2 separate regions of the Mus musculus genome follow, and region 1 is linked to region 2. The links are chromatin contacts, called in public Hi-C maps. All regions are on one chromosome and are shown on one strand. The core of a region is the stretch at or near the end of the contact, and the rest is flanking DNA. Distances in the headings are between cores, read along the strand shown. Region 1 overlaps Jade1 (jade family PHD finger 1). Region 2 has its middle 10 kb from the start of Gm25487.

Region 1 (3,013 bases), core at 12-2,511, 150 kb after region 2:
ATCTAGCCAAGCGGGAGCAGGATGTCTTGTTTAGGAGGCTGCAGCTGTTCACGCACCTGCGGCAGGACCTGGAGAGGGTAATGATTGACACCGACACCTTATAATGACTTAGAGAAGAAGATGTAAAGAGGCGGGCACTTGCCTAGAGATGATAGCCAGTCATTACTCTCAGATCCTTGTACACACTACAGCATGAGGTCATGTTGGTTAAACATATTTATGGGCTGGTAAACTCACTGCATTGTGCAAGACTGCCAGTGTGGGAGTTGCTTTGTGATTATTTCTCCTGTTAATCTTTACTGTTCTCCAAGATCAGATGGGGTGTATCTTCATCCCCTATTCCCTTGTCCTTATAGAGCTGGAGGGAATGGAGCACCAGGAACATGACCAAGGGCTTAACTCAGCAGTTTAGAGCCTGGTTTTGAGAACTGGGATGTATCTGAGTTATGGGGGATGGGGCAGCGGCAGGAATATTCCTTGTTTAACCTGGGGAGACATTTCCTAGGTGCTGATGAAGGGCTCGTTAGAGAGAGCCAAGCACTGCCTCCCATTGGCTCATCTTTGCTTCTAGGCTAATCCACAGGGGCATTCCCAGCTCTGTTGTGGAGAAGAACAGGCTGCAGGTGCTCATGTGTGTGCATGGACTTATATACACCTATTACAGAAGACAGTCTTGGCAGTGAGGTGCTAAGTCATCACAGAGGTTGTGCACATACAGAGTACGATTGTGTGTGGCGCGCATCCCTCTCTGGGTGATGTCTGCGTGTGGTGTGATTCCTGGTGCACAGGGCATTGGGTATGTCTGTGGAGCCCTTAGCAATCTCAGTACACTGCATACATAGACACACACGTGTTTATCACACTCCTGGGTTGCTGATTAAGTGGCTGTTGGCTGCCTGGAGCCTCAGCTGCTGGCACTCCCCTCAGCTGTTTGCTGCTTGGTGCCTCCCCCACTCTCCATTACCTCTGGAGTCCCCGGCTGGACCTTTTTTCCTGCTGCAGGAATAATTAGGAGTGGACTGTCCTCCCCAGGGTCTCCCACTCCCGTAGGTGGTTTTTGACCAAGGCTTGCTAATTGGGGATGCGTCTTGAGCACCTTCCATACCTACTCCCCTGACTGCTAGATACCTATTAAATTCATTAGTGTGGCAGAGATGGTATGCAAGTTGTCTGGCCTGAAGCAGCCTGTGCCGAAAGGCACCCAAGTGGCCTGAAACAGCTAATGCGTATCTCCCTCCAGCTCCTCACTTATTAGAGAGGAGTGATTCATCACCTGCTTGGCAACAGGATCTGACTCATAGGTGATTTGAGATGAGAGCGTAGGCAGGAGAGTGCAAATGTACTTGGCCAAAAGGATCAGTTCTCACAGAGGCTTGCACCACCGTGTTGGAGATGGTCATGCACGTATTTCTAAGTGCTCATTAGAGGCCCTTTTAGTTCATCATCTAATGCTGACTTCTTGAGATGTCCTTTTCTAGACCTTGTTAGGATTCCGGGTAAGGTGGTGGGTGCTAGTTAGGCTAAGGGGAGGTGGGAGCAGGTTGGTTAGGCTCCCACACAACCCCTGGTGGTCAGTTCGAAGAACCACATGCACTTGTGGTGTGTTCTTGAGAAAGGGATTCAGGGTTAATGGGTATTTTGTTGAGAAGCTACATCCTAACCCAACAACTGCTGTAATTGGGGTGCATGGAGTCAGATAGCCGTTGGGAGGGGAGGCGAGAAGTCTCATGTTTTGACTGTGTTTGTTTAACAATCACCACAGAATAAAAGTGTAGAAAATGCTTGGGTGTATTAACTCTTTTTCTGTATTTAAGTTACTGAGACTAACATATACTTCTAATTAAATTCTCAACTTTTTTTGGAGTCGTCATTTTGCGTTTAAGTAGAATAATGCCTGTGGTGCATAAGGGAATAAATCAGGATTTGTGTGCACCAGTGCCTGTGTATGTGTGTGTGTGTGTGGCATTACTCAACATTCAGTATTAAAGAGTCTACGGTTTTAATGCAGTCAGTGTCAGTTTAAAAGGGGCGTATTTATAATGACATGTTATGTTTTCCCCCTGCCATGAGGACTGTCTGAAAGCTGAAGTCTATGGCAGGCCCTGGAGAGTTGTACAGTGCTCTGCAATTATAAAAAAGTGTATCAGACCAAGGCCTTATCAGGGCAGCCATGACAAAAGAAAAAGTCCAAAGGTACAATTAACTTGTCTTCTCAGTAAGTTAGTGGTCTGTCTATTTTTATGAACTATCAGCACATGGTAGGCACTTGAGCCAGTCGATGTAGGCGACTGGACCGGAGGCATGTGGTCATTCCTGAACAAGTGAGTGGCACTCAGCACATGCACGTGACTCAGTGATTACGTTAATTGTTCTTTCTGGCAAATTAACACCTCGGGGGCCTTGCACACCTGGGTACCAGTTCTGGACCAGAAAGCTACGTGACAGGAATAGGTATCAGGAGGCTCTAAATGAGATGGTTGGTAATGTGGCGAGTGTAACTTCCAGCTTCCGGAGGCAGTCATCTTACTCTGGGATTCCTGACTACCTCCCTGAACTACTAGCTTGGATAAAGACATCCTGCACTTGCTGTAGTTGGTATGGAAAGGCTCCAAGTCCTGGGGGACAGTCCTGTGCATTTGTCACTCAGTGGAACATAACTTTTTGAAAACTCAGTGCGACCTCAGTTGTTGACTAAACAAAAGTGCACGCGAGGCTTCAATGTGGCAGGCACTGCGTAGGGCTCAGGAAACCCACTGCAAGGTCTCCTGCCTGTTCTGCTGCTGCTCTCAGGATGCAACAGTAACATTCTGGAAAACTAAGTGCAAACTGGAGTGGGGGCGGGGGCGGTCATGGTTTCTGTTTGTGAACTTGCTTTAAGGGGAAAGTTGACTTGGGTTTAGCCTGATGTCAGACGGTGAGGTTTGGGGGCCTGCTGCTAGCCGCTGAGGGAAGGTGAATTGAGTGGCCAAGCTCTCTGGGCAAAGACCATGTCTAGATTTCTGCCAAGAATTCC
Region 2 (2,806 bases), core at 119-2,618:
TTTGCTTTCTAGTAGGTATAAAATGTTTTCCTAATTGATTTGATCTTGCCAGTGGATGAACAGACAAATAAAAAGATGGGCACACTGGATTAGCTCTCATCTCTCTCCAGGCAGAGAACAGAGACAGATCCCATTGTTCACCTTACAGAGAGCGCCCCATTATTCTATCATAAAACTAAGGTTCCTGTAACCCAGGCATTGGGCACAACAGGAGGACATGAGAACACAATTCCCACTTGGCCAGTGATTCAAATCCAGACCTGCACAGCAGTCCTGAACTCATGTGTAACCACTCATTTTATGATCTTTAGATTGATACAGCTGATTTGAAAGAAAAATGTGGACTCGCTAGGGCCTGGACCCAGCAGTCAAAAGAGACTCTTGGTGTCTCCACCCTAACCTGTAGCACTTGCCACTTTCTGCAATGTAAATTCTACCATGATGGTCACTTTCCATCTGTCAACACATTGTCATGGGCACAGTACCAATAGCGCCAGGATCAGATTTCACCTGAAGATGTCAGCAGACCTCCCAGAGTGGCCCCAGAGCTCAGCACTTTCACAGCACTTTCATCATCTTACTTCTCCTGCTTTTCCTTACAGTGAGCCAGAAGTCTTGTTTCCCTACAGCTTCTAACAGCAGGACTTAGCCTCACTCTGTGTAAGTTGACAAGATAAGGCTACACACTGAGCCAATGAATGTTCAAAGCCAAGTGCAGCTAGCTATCTTGAAACTAGGAAGCTTGTGTCCCCACTTTATAGATAAAGAAGCTGACACTTCCCCTTTAATCCCAGCCCTCAGGAGGCAGAGGCGGGTGGATCTCTGAGTTCAAATTCAGCCTGGTCTACAGATTGAGTTCCAGACAGCCAGGGTTATACAGTGAAACTCTGTCTCAAAATAGAACCAAAAGAAAAAGAAAGGAAAAAAGAAAACAAAACTCTGAGTGTCAAAGATTCTAATGATTTCCCTGTTTCTTCAATGTTACACTTTGTCACATTGGAGGAAACCAAAGATAAAATTTTCACAACACATGCCCTCTGAGTCTTTGTTCTTTAATTGTATTGCTAACTCATCTAACATTAAAAAAATTGATTTTATCATATACACATGTATGTGTGAAGGCACATACAAGCCAAATGACAGGTGTTCTCTGTCACTATCTGACTTATTCCCTAGAAACAGGACCTCTCACTTAACCTGGAGCTAGGCTGACATTCAGCAAGGTCCAATGATTTCTGGTTTACCCATTCTTTAGCCTCCCCAGCACTGAAGGCCCATATTTTTAATGTGGGTGTTGGGGATTTGAACTCAGGTCCTCTTGCTTGCAAAGCAAGCACTCTCACACACTGAGCCATCTCCCCACCCCAGACTCGTTTTTTAACTCCTCTTGTCTTAGTTGCTCTCATCTTGTATGTCTGTTTAGATGGCATCTTTATAGAAACCAGGCACCCTGGAGCTAGTCGGACCGCAGATACTGAGTGTCGGAGTCCACACTCCAAACAATCAATACATTAATTATTTTAGCCATTTGGACAACTAACTGCTTCACTTTTCAAAAGTTAAAAGGATAATTTCAGAGAAATGCAGAAAGAGGCAGAGGTTTAATAAATTGGGCAAGGAGCACAGCTCATTGGAGGGTACCTGGCTAGCACGTGAAGAACGGGGTTCTATCCTAGCTCCACATACAAGAAGTTTAACTCATGAATGAAGACATTGGCTTTAAAACATTTGAGGAACTAGGATTTATATGGACTGAAAAATAAAAACACAATTTTTGCAGACCATTAAAGCTACCTTTTTTTTTTCCTTTTTTTTTTTTTTAAAGCTTCCTTTCCACCAAAAAGAAACCTGAAAGTTAGCACAGGTCTTTCTGTTCCTGAGCCCTAACTAAGCCCAAAGTCAAACAGGACACACCCTCCTATAAACTAAATGTTCCCATGGAAACCTTACACAATACAGTACAACCTTGAAAGGACTTACAGTTCCTAGTTCCTCTAATACTTTAAAACCAATGTCTTCGTTCATGAGTTAAACTTCTTGTATGTGGTACTAGAAATCCAACCTCTGATTTATCTTCAAATATCTCCACAGCCCTTGCTACCTTTTATATTATGAGCCATTGTCTCTCCAGCCTTCAGGACCACTAAAGTAAAGCAAGATAGACTCTACATTTAACTCTATGGCCTTTCTTTCTCTCTCTGTCCCTCCCCCCTCCTCCCTCCTGCTCTTTCCTTTCACCTCTGCCCTTCCCCCCACACCCACCCAAACACCCCATGCCTCAGGTCCCCTGTATCCCAAGCTGGCCGGCCTCCTGGCCCCAAACACACTATGTACCTGAAAACAACCTTTATCTTCTGCTCCCTAACTCCACCTCGGGGTCACCATCACCACCTCCATTTTTTTTTTTTTTTTTTTTGCAGGGCTGAAGATCCAGCCTGGAGCTGTGTGCTTGATACACAAGCCCTCTACCCTTGAGCCACATTCCCAAGCCTTGGAGTTCTTCCTGTAAGTCCAGTTTATTTTTCTTTCCAGCACAAGATGGATTTCTCTATACCCATAATCAGTAACGCTCGATTGAGAAACCTCCTGTGTAGCAAGGTGGCCGGCAAGTAACAATTACTCACTGGAGTTCTGGGTTAAGAGACAGGCAAACCAGACAGCTGGCTGAACAATAAAGGGGAAAGGAATGCCAAAATATCACCAAAACCTGTTGTAATGTGGGCCAGGTAATACATTTCTGGCCACCATACCTAACATAATCAAGGATTATATGAATGAGTTTTACCAAGTGGTAAAAGAAAATGCT

The links. Hi-C and Micro-C count contacts between places; a contact is called where the count stands out from the background.
Region 1: a Hi-C map of the N1E-115 cell line shows a contact between it and region 2, with 5 times the contacts expected there. The contact joins two enhancer-like sites. A contact is called at or near these places in 3 of 39 promoter capture datasets (embryonic stem cells and liver), 2 of 484 Hi-C or Micro-C datasets (the AtT-20 cell line and the N1E-115 cell line), 3 of 115 datasets of contacts at active chromatin or transcription factors (double positive thymocytes, embryonic stem cells and extraembryonic endoderm stem cells) and 3 of 9 other capture datasets (adipose tissue, liver and pancreatic islet).

Annotation. Positions count from the first base shown.
Region 1 is chr3:41,604,915-41,607,927 of GRCm38.p6, forward strand. Jade1 (jade family PHD finger 1) reads left to right here. Exons shown (of 11, transcript NM_001130184.1): 9 at 1-77. Among named protein-coding and RNA genes, the nearest start is that of Jade1, 51 kb to the left of the region's middle. Within about 2 kb of position 1,262, at least 78 of the 459 cell types and tissues checked have an H3K27ac peak or open chromatin away from gene starts, as enhancers often do. A contact at or near this core is called in the AtT-20 cell line, the N1E-115 cell line and pancreatic islet, where this site is marked.
Region 2 is chr3:41,450,288-41,453,093 of GRCm38.p6, forward strand. No RefSeq gene overlaps it. Among named protein-coding and RNA genes, the nearest start is that of Gm25487, 10 kb to the left of the region's middle. Within about 2 kb of position 1,369, at least 28 of the 459 cell types and tissues checked have an H3K27ac peak or open chromatin away from gene starts, as enhancers often do. A contact at or near this core is called in the AtT-20 cell line, the N1E-115 cell line and pancreatic islet, where this site is marked.